3 separate regions of the Mus musculus genome follow, and regions 1 and 2 are each linked to region 3. Evidence: chromatin contacts called from public HiChIP or PLAC-seq data. All regions are on one chromosome and are shown on one strand. The core of a region is the stretch at or near the end of the contact, and the rest is flanking DNA. Distances in the headings are between cores, read along the strand shown.

Region 1 (4,981 bases), core at 1,275-3,774, 370 kb before region 3:
AATTTTCCATTGAGCAAATAGAAAAACACTAATTAAACTTTTAACATAGTGGAGGAAAGGTCAGAGAGATCACATAGTTGGTAAAGTTCTTGTCTTATTAAGAATGAAGATCTGAGTTTGATACCTGAAACCCGCAGTTAAAATGCTGGTCACACTTGTAGCTGTGAATCCCTGTGCTGAGGAAGAAGAGACATGTGGACCTGCAGGAGTCACTGGCCTGCTAGCTTAAATCACTTTGTGAGCTGCAAGCCAGCGAGACTTCCTGAGGTACACAGTGCCTGGCCACCAACGCCTGCAGTCATCTTCTGGCTCCCATACACACGAGCACAGAAAAACACACACATGTGCTTCTGCACGCATGCACACACACACACACACACACACACACACACACACACTTCCAAAAATGTCCTCAATGAGGACAGGATGGATGTAAAAGCCGGAGGATGGGCAGAGTGCACTGAAACATTGTTTTCTGGCCATGGCATTGCTGTTGCCCACTTGAGCTCGGGGAAACTGCAGTTACCCATACAAGACCTTCATAGCTCCACAACTCCCCAGGATTGATACAGGAGAGGCAGGTGAGGCTCCGCCCTGGCTGAGAAGCCACTGACAGTGGTTTCTGGGGAATGGGGAAAGTAATTTTTCTTGAGGGGTGTAACCTCTTGCCCATGAATTAATAAATAATCCCACATTCATGCTCATGCAAGCAACCCTAATAACACTCAGTGGAGAATTAAAAATAAAATACACAAATACGGAAGGAGGAGAAGTGGTGGGAAGAAGAAGGGACGGGTAGTGAATATGATCAAAACATTACATGCATATATGAACTTCTCAAAGACTAAGTAGACAATTTTAGAGTTAACTGCAGAATAGTCACTACGAGCTCATTTGCATAAAGTCTGTTGTCCATATACCAATCTTTTCTTGGAACAAAAATCACATTGCAATACACAGCATGTACTCAGCCGCAGTGATGGGGGATGTGTATTACTTTAATCTGTAGGATTTTTTTCACTAAGTGTTATGCAACTTTAATATTTGAAGATGAAACTAGGACTGGAAAGATGACTGCCTGGGCAAGGCACCTGTTGGCAAGCATGAGGATCCGAGTTCAGAGTCCTGCTATCCATTATTAAAAAGCGAAGAGACACAAACAAACAAACGAAAACCAGACACTGCTGTGTATCTTTAACCTCAGCACTTAGGGAGCAGAGACCAGGAGGATTCTGGGCGCTCTTGGCCAGCCACTGCAGCTGAAACACTGAGCCCTGGGTTCAGTGAGAAAGCCTGTCTCAAAAATAAGGCAGAGAAGCAACTGTGGACAATATCCTGATATCAATACCCATATATGAACACAGGTATACAACACACACACATACACACACACACACACATACACACACACACACACACACAGAGAGAGAGAGAGAGAGAGAGAGAGAGAGAGAGAGAGAGAGAGAGAGAGACACCATGAAAAAGAAAAAAAGAAAAAGGGGCAAAGGCCATTTTTAGCCCTGGATGGTAGAGAGTTTAAGCCAGGGTGCAGGGAGCAGAGTCTGAAAATGGCTCCTCCCTTGTGATGACAGTGTATTTGGAAGGATCTGAGAGGATGTTTCCAAGGAAACTTAGCAATGAAGTCCCAGACCATCATCTCTGACAAGAAGAAGAAAGGAGGGTGGGGTTTCTGTCTGCCCCATGAGAAGATTAAAAAGAGGAAATGAATTAAATTTTACATTAATAACAAAGTAAACATCTTTGTTTAAAACAACAACATTGTTGCCCCTGCAGCTATTGAGCCTCAGCAGACAGAGCCAGACGAGGGCTGCCCTAACTGCCCAGATAAGACCTTGCCAAGAGTGAAAGTATCAGCAAGAGGAAACGTATGCTAGACTACAACAAAATTAATTTCAGTGAGGGTATCACAGAGAACAAATTATCATGTCTGATAACACAGAGTCCTTGTAAGCCAAAGGACAAAGATAACGCTCAAGTTCAAAGACTTGCCGTTTACTTTGCCTTGAGTGGACTACATTTATTCTGAACACAAGAGGAATAATTAAGGATGTTTCCTGTGCTGTTTCTGATATTAATTAAAGCTCACCAAGGAGACCTGATAGGAGAACAATAGCAATGTAGCCAGTCAGATAGGAGCACAGATTCATTTGTGTTGCTTACTGCATGTCAGCTAAAGAATTTGTCTCCGGGCATATTTGAGAGCCACTTGTTTGTGACTTTGGTTAGAAGACTGTGAAGTAAAGTGCATTTGTTTTGTTGACAATCACTATTCATTTTTCATTCTACGGAAAGGAGACAAAGGGAAGCCCAAATGCAGAGGGACACAGCTCGTGGCCAGGTCCTTTGGCAGTAGCCAGTGGTTTGTGACGATCTGATTACCATTGTTTGGCCACTCACATGTGATTGCTTTTTATTTTGGATGTATTCGGGAAGAATGTGGGGTTGACAAAGCACTCAGGAATGAAGGTTTCGGCTCTGTGTTCTCACTCCCAGCTATGACTCATCTCTCTAATGAGGTTTGAGGGCAACTGTGTAACGCCTGTGTCTCAGTGTTTCATCTATAAAATGGGAATGGTAAGCACCACATGAACTACCAGGGGATTTTTGAAGTTACCTAATGAGTGTGAAGGTATTTCAAAACAAATAAGGCAATAAGGACATATATATGTATTGTAATCTTTTTATCTCATTCTGAAAGTTTTTTTGTTGTTGTTGTACAAAACAATGGATTTCATCACGGTATTTTTATACAAATATTTCTTGTCAATAAAGGTTGACAAATGATTTATTTTTAAGGAAGGAAAACATCTCTTGGGAATGAGCTTTCACAATACAATAAATCTCATTTCTCTTGGGTGGTCTTAAAAGACCTGAAGCTAAGTGCTGGGACAGGACAATCTTTCCAGGTTCCATCAGGTTCTCTGACTTCATCACGCCGTGCAGATCTGCTCAAATGTGCACACTGTTCGTTCTCATGTTCAAACAGCAGCAAAGTACCACAGTTCCTGTGCATTTTAGAAATTGGACAGCACTCCTGAATGCTGACTAATGTTTTAAATTGCAACTACTACAGTTCTTTCAAACCTCAAGGAATGTTCATAAATCTTAATCTCAATTAATTTTAGCAAAGCAGTGCCAGGGTCATGTTTCAATTAAAATTTGACCGAAGCCCATAGTCCTTGGGAAGGCAACATAAAGGAACTGCTTTCAAACACTGCAGCGGGAGAGGAGAGCAACGACAATTGAACGTTTGTACAAGTGATCTAATAAGCATATGGATGGGTACGGAGGCCAAAGCTGGCTGCCAGTTCTGCAGCTAATATTTCTAGAAGTCAGCATATGCTGATCACTGTGTTCCTGAAAACGGTTTCAGAAAGTGAAAACAAATGATGGTTCTCTGGCTTTTGATTGGCTATGTGAGCAGCACTTCGAGATCACCCTGAACTGGGAGGAAAGCAAGAAGCTTATCTATAGCTGTATGGGATTGGAGTGAATGCTGGGACTCGACGTCATCACTTTCTGAGTGACTAGCTCTCCAACCTTAAAAAATGAAAATGATCCTTCGATTGTGTATCAATTGCACACATATCCGGGGAGATGAAAACATGGGATTTTGTGTGATATTTCCTAGTGAAAGCTGGAAGAAGTATGATTTTTCTTCACTTCAGGAAACTAAAGCCTCTGGGGATTTCTCAGTGTTTAATTTGGACAAAGTCTGTGAAAGCGTTCAGTATTTACCCTGGTGCCACGTGAAGTGTGTGCTTTGGGCCTGAGTTGTCATTTCGGACTGAAATGTGAGTTTCCATTTGAAAAGATGTAGCTTTGACTAGGAATAAACTGTCACAGGCTGCTGAGGAGATGCCTGGAACTCTCAAATTAGCATCTTTCTAGATGGCCTCTTTCAAGACCACAATGCTTGGAGGAGGTGCAAAAATTGGAAAATTAAGACTTGCCCTAAATAAAAGGGTTGTGCTACATCTGGAGAAGCCATTGCTTTCTTTTGTTTTGAGAGACCTGATTGGAGGCTTCATGTATTTACTGAGCTACTGTGTGTGCTCTGGTGTGAGGTCGTCTCTAACCAGGAGCCCCAGTAGAGAGCAATAGCGGCTCTGAGGGCAGGTGGAGGAAGATGGTGTTTAGTAATTCCACTTCTTCAGCTGTTCTCAAGAGTGTCTCAAAAGAAAGGGAAGTCTCTTTCTTTTTCTAGGGTCTTGGTTAGGGTTTTCATTGCTGTGAAGAAACGCCATGACCATGGCAACTCTTATAAAGAAAAAAACATTTTAATGGGTCTGGCTTGCAGTTCAGAGGTTTAGTCCATTATTGTCATGGCAAGAAGCATGGCAGGCATGGTGCTGGAGAGGCGGCTGAGAGTTCCACATCTGAATGTGAAGTGGACAGGAAGAGAGAGTAAGCCACTAAGCCTGACTTGGGCATCTTAGACCTCAAAGCCCCCAGTAACACACACCCTCTAACAAGGCCACACCTCCTCCAACAAGGCCACACCTCCTAATAGTGCCACTCCTTTATGAGCCTATGGGAAACATTTTCACTCAAACCACCACATGGGGTATGTGGGTTTTTTTGTTTTGTTTTGTTTTGTTTTGTTTTTCATTTACTTTATCAAAGAGTCTTGCAGAAGCATCTCATCTCTCCATGTTACGTTCCTGACTTCAATCCTGTGCTTTTTCACAACTATTTTAGCAACTGAAAATGGTGCTCTCTTGATACAGGATGAAGTGGGCTTGAAAAAAGGCAACAATTTAGGCAAGGAAGCAGATAATATAGTTAAAGCAGAGCAAGAACACAAAGTAGTCTGGGGGTAGCTGCATGGAAGAAGGGATTTCTTGGTTCTAAGGAATAAGAAATTGTTAAAATAAAATAAAATAAATTAAAGACCTGACCGGCTCATGTGCACCAGTACTCTCCCAGCAGAGCTCAGAAAAAAAATATGTTTTTCTTC
Region 2 (4,919 bases), core at 2,204-4,703, 460 kb before region 3:
ATAAGGGCTTTTCCTAGTCTGGGTCACAATTCTGCCTTCATGGCTTGAGCATCAGCCTTGGACAGGGCCTTGGTAAATCGATACTAGTGAGCAGCATTGAGTATCTTTTCACTCGGCTCCAGAAGAGCAAGAGAGCACATATGGGTATGAGGTGAGGTATTAAAGCAATCGGGCATCACGACACAGTGACCAGCATGCTGCCTGGGACTCTGGATCAAGTAGATCTCTACTCCATTTATCTCTCCGACTAGCAAACTGTCCAATCTGTTCCCTAAAATTCTTGTAAAATGTGGTGACAATGATATTGCCCTCTTAAGGAATTAATTTCTGCAAGTGTATTTAAACCAATGCTTGCTATATAATAAACTCTATGGAAAGGTTTTAAAATATTTTCTAAAAGACTTATTTAGAAGCGTGAATTGTCTTTTCCACTCGCCCCAGTAGAAATGTGTAGACACCAGCTTTTCATTGTATCAGCATGGAGTGGTTAGTTTGGCTATTCAAGTTACAGACTAAACACAAGCTCTTTATTCTGGATTGGGTCACATCCCACTACAGGGAAAATGTTATGGCTTCTACTATAGAAGGTGCCTGCATTCCACTGTGCACACAAACATTCAAAATCAGAAATTCACATTGTATGTCATGTACACGTGGGGCACATGTGTATAGACTTCTTGGGTTTTTAAAATAGAAATAACATGGTCTATGGGAGCAGTAGCTTTCTTCTTTCAGCCGAGAAGAAGGCTTTATTGAAGAGGACGCGTGGAAGAGATGAATTTTGGAAAAGCTGAGATTTTCAGGATTTGATGAACACAAACTCACAGCAAGAGATGTGCTGGTAAAGTGGGAGCCTTGTCACAGCTCAGCTGTCAATGGGGATTTACTGCTCAAAACTCTCCACCAGCTGGATGGGATGCAGTGGCAAATTCTGGCCTTATTCTACAGCTTGTGGCTCTTCCAAACTCCATGCTACTGCCCTTTAAGCTGCCCTGTAGTTTTTTGACTAGCTGATCCTGACAGACTTTCTGTTATCCTTATTTTCTGTGCCGAGTCTCTGAGGTAAAGAATGCCTGTGACCAAGAGATTCTGAGTGGACAGAATGGCGGTGTAAATAAGACAGCAGCCATGGTTCATCAGGATTCTTAGGTGCTGCTCAATTTTCCTGGGCAGGTAGAAAGAATGGATGTTTATACTTTCATTCTTCATGGGTAAAGGAGAGTGGAGGGAATGGCTCATTGCTGCAATGCCTAGTCTTAAATGGCTGCTCTTAAATGTTAAATGTTAAATGTCTTAAATGGTTACTGTGAAAGATGAAGGGGCAGGTTGAGCAGAAGTTCTAGGACCTTCAAAGGTAGTAAACGCTAGCCAAGAGAAGGGGAAGGGAGTAGAATGGACCATCTTGACCTCAGCCTGGTTATATAGGGATCAACTCATATTACTTTGGCCAGAACATGTATCTGGACCCAGCTGACTATACTGGACAGTAGGAACTGGGTTTAGCTGTGTGTCCTACAGGAAAGGAAACATATTTAATTTACAATCCACTTAGAGAGTCTACAGCCAAGGACATTCTCCAAAGATGGCCAAAGGGCTCACATTGCTTAACCCATAACACAGTTTCCTCCATACCAAATTGCCTTGCCATAGATATTGTATGCCCTGTAACTTTAAAAACCACAAACCACACATGTCACTGATACCTGTTCTTAGAAAGGGCAGCAAGTAAAAGCACCAGCCACATTCAGAGCAAAGCATGAAGGGAGCAGCAGAGGATTTGAAGGAAACTTTTTATGCATCTGGCAACCTGCAAAGTCAGGGGTTTGAAGTGGGCCTTGTTCTTTAGAATGATGTAGTAGCATTTAGTAATTCAAACCAGTTACTAAAGGTGTTCCAGGCAAAAACCACCCAAGTTACCATAGGACAGATATACTTCATGGTAAACAATGGATGGCCAAGTTTGAAGTTCATGTCGATGCTAAAATAAGTGATGGTTATTTGTTTATCTCTTCTATTGTATGTGTTTGCTCACATATGTATTCCTGTATGTATGCATGTGGGTGTCTAGGCATGTGTATATGCCTAATATCAATGTCAGGTACCGTCCTCAATTGCTATCTTCCTTATTTTTAAACAGGATTGCTCACTGATCCTGGAGCTCACTGTCTAACCTGGCTGGCCAGTGTTTTCTAAGGACCCACCTGTCTCCAGTCCCCCAAGTGCTGACATTACACGTGCATGCTTTAGAGCTTGGCTTTTATGTGGTATCTGACCTCTAAGTCTTCAGGCTTGTGTGGCAAGCACTTTACTGATAGAGCCATTTCCCCAACCCCATCACTGCTCGTTTTTTCTTGGAGAAAGTAACAACCACATTGGAATTGTCTCTCCTACACACTGTGAAAGAAGATGAAGGAAATCATGACACAGGAGGCCAAGACAAAGACCCAGGGAGAAGTGGTCAATAACCTGGTGGTAGGCAGCAACCAGGGAAGGCTGCTGATCCAGCTCTGCTTTCCATGATGGGTTGACTGGACAAGAGAAAGTTAAGAATCCCAGCTTCAAGTGAGGAACCAAGTAAAAGTCTTTTGGCAATCTGGAACAGCCTCTGGGAAAAACACTGATGCCATAGTGGAATTAGCTCGTGATAGGAGCTGCTGAGCAGAGAGACGCTGTAGACATCCAGATCCAATAAACTGAAGAATGAAAATTCTTACCTAGGGTGTAGGAGGAGCACTGTCTCCTAAGGACAGCACTCATCTACCTAGTCAGTTCTGCTACAGACAGGATTGGTGTGCACTGCTCAGGAATCTCACGGCTGATCAGTCTGGCCTCTCCAAATGACAGAGCATCCCCCCCCCCACCCCCCCCCCCACCCCCACCCCCCCCCCCCCGTACAGCACACTCTGGAAAATCAGCTTTCAACTCCCTAGCCTTGCCTTTTCCTTCCTTCCTTCCTTCCTTCCTTCCTTCCTTCCTTCCTTCCTTCCTTCCTTCCTTCCTTCCTTCCTTCCTTCTCTCTCTCTCTCTCTCTCTCTCTCTCTCTCTCTCTCTCTCTCTCTTTCTTTTAACATCTCTCTGCTCTTTCCCACTTGGCTGCTTCCTCAGGAGCAGGGGGTGAAGGGGGGGTTATTGCACGGTTCACTGCAAACACCTGCCTCTCAGTTTTACCTCCGTGTTTGATTCAGATGGTTTTTTTTTCTTCCTCCCCTTCTTCCATTTGGCCTTTTGGTCTCTGTCCCTCGAGCTGACTTTCATCATCCAATTAGAAATAACACCTTCCTCTTGCTACCATTTCTCTGGGAACCATAGGGAGTAAACCGTAAGCCTCTTGCATTCCCCACAGGGCCAGCAGCTCTTCAAAGGAGCGTGTTGGCGGCACCACCCCACGGCTGGGCTTCCTTTCTGTTTGAACAGCTTCCATTGCTCACTGCCGATCAGTAACTCAATGATTCATTAAACACACAAACAATGAGCGAATCTGTTCCATTAGCAAGGCCACCTGTTGATCTCAGACATCCTCAGCTGAGCGCAGCGGACACAAACTCAGACATTCTCAGCTGAACCCAGTGGACACGGACAACAGAGTGGCTACATCAGTCGAGTGCCCCGTCCACAATTGCTAGCATGTTGGAGCAGGAAGACAGAGCCTGGGCTTTGCTACTGCTTTTTTGCTTTTGCTTTCATCTGGTAGCAGGGCTGCAAGATGAGACCTAGTGCAGAGAGCACGCTACAGATCTCTGCAACCCAACTGGAAACCTTTAGGAGCTTGGTGGATGCCACTGCCTTCGTCTAACAGAGTTAGAGGGAGACAAGGATGTTTTGCACTCCTTTCTTGCTGATGCAAAGGCAAGAGAGTCGACCAGGTTCTAGGCCCGTGCACACGAACACTCATATACACATATAAGTACATACTGTTGGCATGGGGTAGGGGCAAGACTGTTAAAGAAGCCCCATCAATTGCAGTGCTATGTTCTCTACCCTTGAAGTAGTAGAGTCTCTTGTCTGTGTGCCTTCTAGTTCCTATTATCAGACCTCAGACCTTTAAGCACGGGTTTGTGAAGGTTTGCATGGTTTCTGTACTTGAAGGTTACTAAAAATCACATAAAGCTAACTGGGTTAAGCTTTTGATACTGGTATCTCGAGCAACAAAAGTTATTTTATTATTTTTAGAAACAGCATTTTTCTGTTCCTACCTCTCACTGTAGAAGTTTTATAGTCTTTTTGGGTTCCAAAAGCTGTGCTATACCAGGGATAACGAGCCATGAGATCTTTCCCAAGTGAGTATTAAATTGCCTCTGTAGGGTGAATTCATTATGGTTCTTGAATAGTCACCTGGGTTTGCACTGCAGATTGCATCGTTATCAATCATAGATCTCCCTAAAGTGACAAACTATTTAAGAATGTTTGATGATGAGCCTGTGTGGTAAGGGAAGGGAAGGGGAAGGGGAAGGGGAAGGGGAAGGGGAAGGGGAAGGGGAAGGGGAAGGGGAAGGGGAAGGGGAAGGGGAAGGAAGGGGAAGGGGAAGGGGAAGGGGAAGGGGAAGGGGAAGGGGAAGGGGAAGGGGAAGGGGAAGGGAAAGGGGAAGGGAAAGGGAAGGAAATTGCCATCAGCCTGAGGACTGGAGTTTAATCTCTGAGACCCATGTGATGGAGGAGAATGAACTCCTGAGGCTCCCACAGGTTGCAGCCTGACCTCTACACATATCTCATGGTGTGCATGCACATGCATGTGTGCCCATGTACACGGGTGCACACACACACACACAGGAATAATAAATGTAAGCATACTGGGCAATAGAGATCAGCTGTTATTTTATGTTGTATTTATTCTGAAGAGCAGTGAGAAGGCATTGTGGCTCATAGATTCTTAAAACAAGATTCAAAGGTAAAAGAAAACAATGCTTTAAAGACAATTCCAA
Region 3 (4,389 bases), core at 847-3,346:
AACAATTAACCTAAAAGGCCACTCTGTACTCTCCCAGTGGGCCCAGATGTTGCACTTCACTGTAGGTAAACGTTATTTTTAGAGACATAAGAATCCAGCATCCAAAATTTATCACCCATCTGAGTGGGAGACATAGAGCCCAGAACAGATTTATATGTTTAGGGGGTAGGAGTGGAGTTTAAGCTCAATAAAATCTTAACTATGCTTTACTTTTTAATTTAACTTTCAAACATTGCTTTCCTGTTTTGTGACTGAGACTCTTGCACATGTCACCCTTTTAGTGAAGTATCACAGGAAAGACATTTTTGTGGTGTTTAATGGAAATAATTTTTCTTGCGGTGTTGCTCTGATACCCTGGGAAACTGGCTGTAGGAGCCGTCTTGGGCTAATTTATTAAGCAGTCACTAGTTTAAAACAACTTACCCTGTTTCAGCTCACTGGAGATCTGTTACTGGCTCTTGGGAAGACAAAAAAGAGCTGAAGACTGATAAATTTTGTAGATCATCTTGATACAGACAAAAGGAAGTGCTGGTGTTGTGTATTTCAAGGCCAGGCAGGGGCAGAACACACTGGCATGAGTCTATGGATGAAGGCTTAAATACCAGCGGCAATTCATTCGAATAACAGTGGACTGGGCTGGAGCTCCGACAGTGTGGCTGAACACTCTAAAGAAATGTTCAGACTCTCTCTCTGGAACACATTTTCATAAGAAATGCCTTCTAAACCATGCATATAGCCCTAACCATAGGAAATGAAGAGTTCTGTCTGCAGAGAAAGCCACTGATGATCCCTACAGATGTTAGAATCTGTGCTTTCTCCAGATGCCCTAGGACCGAAGGAAGGCCTTGGCCTTGATGGTACATTGGAATCACCAGGGAGCGTCACAAAGCTCAGAGGCCTGGATCCTGTCTTGTAGGTTTAATGACTTTGGTCTGGAGTTTAGCCTGAGATGGAGGAGTTCTAAATCCACGAGATTCTACCATGCAGTTAAAAGTCCAAGAACCACTGCCCTGGAAAGTAGACATAGATCTGCCTGATATCCCAGAGCTGTCAGGCAACTGTGCTGACCGAATGTAGGAGCTCTTCTTAAAATGTAACTCATGGTCGCCGAGCATCAGCAGAGGATCCACAGTAAACTGCTTCAGGGTGGACCCTCAATTCCAAATGCTGTGCCATGTGAAGGAAGCTTTGGGACAGAGCAAACAAAACGAGAGACATTGAGGAGATGGAAAAATCACTTTCACTGGGTTTTAAACTGGGCTGCCCACCTCCCAAGACAACTTGGCCCTGACCCTTTCATCAGAGTTAGAGGGACTCCTGAGCAAAAGCACTTTTGTTTGTTAATTTGTTCATTTTAAATTTCTTTTATTTATTTTTATGTTATTTATTACTTATCCTTCAAAAATTACATATATATATATATATATAAAATCCCTCTCACATCTTACATCCCTCACACTCCCATAGAACCTCTTTGTCTCCCCAACAAGTTAGCCCTCCTACCCATGTCTCTCTGTGTGCACCCCACTGTATTGAATTAAAATTGCTCCTCTCTGTGTGTACCCCACTGTATTGAATTAAAATCGCTCACATAAGCTTGACTGAGAGGTTATTTTTCACGAGCAAAGGCAACTTACTCTACATCACCGAGGACTCTCTTCCCTCCCAGCATCTATTAACTAACTGCCTGTGGCTCCTTAGGAAGGACTGAGGGCCTCATGAGTCTCCCTCCTCAGGCTCAATGGGAAGTTAGCGGTCCTAGGCTTAAGCAGGTCTTGTGCAGGTAAGCATCCATTCTGTGAGAATCCATGCCCACATGTCCAGAAGGCAGCATCTCACGACATCCCTCTCCATCTTCTGACTTTCATATTCTCCCATCCTTCCTCCCACTGATACTCCTCTCCGAACCTTGGAGGTGGGTGATGTAGCTACCTCACCCAAGATCAAGCACTGATTGCTGATTTGAAGAATCATGCCCCCTTACATATGAAGATACATAGGAACCACCTGCAGGACTCACTAAACACACAGCTTCCTCGTTGTGGTCCTGAGGCTCCTGAGTCACAGGGTTGGAGTAGGGCCCAGGAATCTAAAGTCTTCAGAACTCTCCAGGTGACTGTGACTAAGGTTCTCTGAACCCCGCCTTGGAGAAACTGAATCATCCCATCACCAGGCAACTGAATTGTTCTTCTTTGGTTAAATATATTATCAGTCAAAGAAAACAAAACAATAGCTCTTAGTGAAGTGGGTTGTGGTAATTTTCCCCCAAAGCACTTAACTAAAATTCTTATCGAAAAAACCTCCAAAAATATCCTTTTTGGGGAGGGCCATGTTTACTCCTATTTTCAGTTTATCTACCAAAAAGAATGAAGATGGATGGCTATAAACACGAAGCAGATGCAGCCATTCCCACAGCTGTGAGCCAATAGAGTTCTTGGGAATCGTGGGGCACCTTTCAAAATCAAAACTCCTCTCATGTTTCAAAGGATCACAAATGTGGATGGAGCCCAAACAACCACCATGACAATACTCGTTCCCAGGATAAGGAAATGTGTGGACGGGAATGGCTATGTTTCTCTAGGTTCAGAATTTCCGAGAGTGATTGGAAAGGCTGTTTGCATTTATTTTTTAAATATAACAAACTTTCATTATGGAGGTTTATCCCACCTGGAATCCAGGAAAATGGAAAGAGATGATAGTGTCATTTTGAGTTTGGAGTTGAAATATCAACAAACTATTTATCCAGTATCTTTTTCTGGTTCTCTCTCTGTGTGTGTGTGTGTGTGTGTGTGTGTGTGTGTGTGTGTGTGTGTGTGTATACTTTTTGCAAGATGCAGCTCTAATCATTTAGCACCAAATTTTGGGGATTTATAGCTGATGAATCTAAAAACTAATTCAACCCACACTTAAACCCCCAAAGAGGGAAGCTTTCGTGTGTGGGAGGTAGGGTACACTCTTCACTACTTGTTTTTTTTTTTTATTCAAAATTTCCCTGGTCCTCTTAATCTCTCCAGCCTTGGCCATTGTTTCTATGCTGTGCCCACATTCCCCTGGCACAGGCATGGAATGGCATGCTTGGAATGTCTCCGCCCTGCATAATAGTTTTGGACCGAGCTTATCCCTTTTTCCTTGAAAAACCTCTGTGGTACAAGCTTTTGCTATGCTTTTATGATTCTGTGTATTGTTGAACGTGGACCAAATAGTGAGAACTTCTGTTCCATCAAGCCACTGACACCCAGAGACTTCCCACAGAAAGGAAACCTAGGCTCTTCTGCCTAGGCTCCAGGTCTCTATTATTTTTGTCTTTACTTCCGGCTCCTTTCTAGTTCCTCTTCAGAATGTACAGGTTATCTCCAAGACTTCTATCCTCACTACCATTCAACTTACCTGAAGATAATAATGACTTCATCTCCTGCTTGTCTTCAGACACTCGAGTTTTTCCCCAGTGTTAACTGACAATCCCAACCAGACACCAACACCTCATCAAAACTTCAAACAGGATTGCTTTTCTTCTGAGTCAAGAAGCACCAGAACATTTAATGATTTTGTTTGTTTGTTTGTTTGTTTGTTTGTTTGTTTGTTTGGGGGAGGTTGAATCCCAATCAACAAATAGTACTGTCTGCAATAATAATGACACAATCTGACATGTCATCATCAGGGAAGACTGTCACATACATTGTTTTACTTAGTTGTCTTGGCAGTCGTAGATGACAGGTATCAGAACCTCATTTCAGTCAAAACTAGGGTCACAAAGGCAGTGACTTTGTCACAATTTTGTCAGTTGCCATAGTACATTTATAAGAGAAAATTGATACTGAAAAGATTTCACAGACCCTCAAGAAAACCATGATTAAAAATGAAAATCAAACAGGTTTCCCAATGAGACTCTGACAGCAAAGTATTCTGGGGTCAGTTAAATGGCCAGAGAAACTTTCGGGGGGGGGGATTTCCTTTTCAAATCTTACTGGCATTTAAGTGACATTTTGGTGAAACTCCATGGAAACATCTGGCCACATCCTCTCAAACCTAATTTCTTCCCTAAATGTTGTTTTTAATATGTCACAGTTGTTAAATTTGTAACGAGCAATGCCTCTGAGACTAAACAACAGCACTTTCGGTATTCGAAAAATGAACAATACAGTTACAGCAGTAGAAACCAAAAGAAAATTTTAAATAAACATTTAATTGAGTACAAATAGTTTGAAAGTTATTTTGGTGGAACTTGCCCAATCTGTGAGCTCACATTAGCATCGGAGGCTTCAAATAAACTCCATTAAAGAAAATGCACTTCTCTTCCTTCAGGGCAGAGCTGATCAGATTCGTTCTTCTAGCAGATTATAGATGAAGAAGCAACACTTGTTAGAATCTGTCTATCCATAACTATTCCCG

What was found. HiChIP or PLAC-seq counts read pairs in DNA pulled down with a chosen protein or histone mark.
Region 1: a FOXA1 HiChIP or PLAC-seq map of pancreatic cancer cells shows a contact between it and region 3. The contact joins two enhancer-like sites. A contact is called at or near these places in 1 of 484 Hi-C or Micro-C datasets (embryonic stem cells) and 1 of 115 datasets of contacts at active chromatin or transcription factors (pancreatic cancer cells).
Region 2: a FOXA1 HiChIP or PLAC-seq map of pancreatic cancer cells shows a contact between it and region 3. The contact joins two enhancer-like sites. A contact is called at or near these places in 2 of 15 datasets of contacts at CTCF or cohesin (embryonic stem cells and large pre-B cells), 8 of 484 Hi-C or Micro-C datasets (differentiating embryonic stem cells and embryonic stem cells) and 1 of 115 datasets of contacts at active chromatin or transcription factors (pancreatic cancer cells).

The regions. Positions count from the first base shown.
Region 1 is chr14:46,142,472-46,147,452 of GRCm38.p6, forward strand. No RefSeq gene overlaps it. Among named protein-coding and RNA genes, the nearest start is that of Gm34499, 76 kb to the right of the region's middle. Within about 2 kb of position 2,525, at least 53 of the 459 cell types and tissues checked have an H3K27ac peak or open chromatin away from gene starts, as enhancers often do. A contact at or near this core is called in pancreatic cancer cells, where this site is marked.
Region 2 is chr14:46,057,703-46,062,621 of GRCm38.p6, forward strand. No RefSeq gene overlaps it. Among named protein-coding and RNA genes, the nearest start is that of Gm34499, 160 kb to the right of the region's middle. Within about 2 kb of position 3,454, at least 54 of the 459 cell types and tissues checked have an H3K27ac peak or open chromatin away from gene starts, as enhancers often do. A contact at or near this core is called in pancreatic cancer cells, where this site is marked.
Region 3 is chr14:46,514,380-46,518,768 of GRCm38.p6, forward strand. No RefSeq gene overlaps it. Among named protein-coding and RNA genes, the nearest start is that of E130120K24Rik, 30 kb to the right of the region's middle. Within about 2 kb of position 2,097, at least 49 of the 459 cell types and tissues checked have an H3K27ac peak or open chromatin away from gene starts, as enhancers often do. A contact at or near this core is called in pancreatic cancer cells, where this site is marked.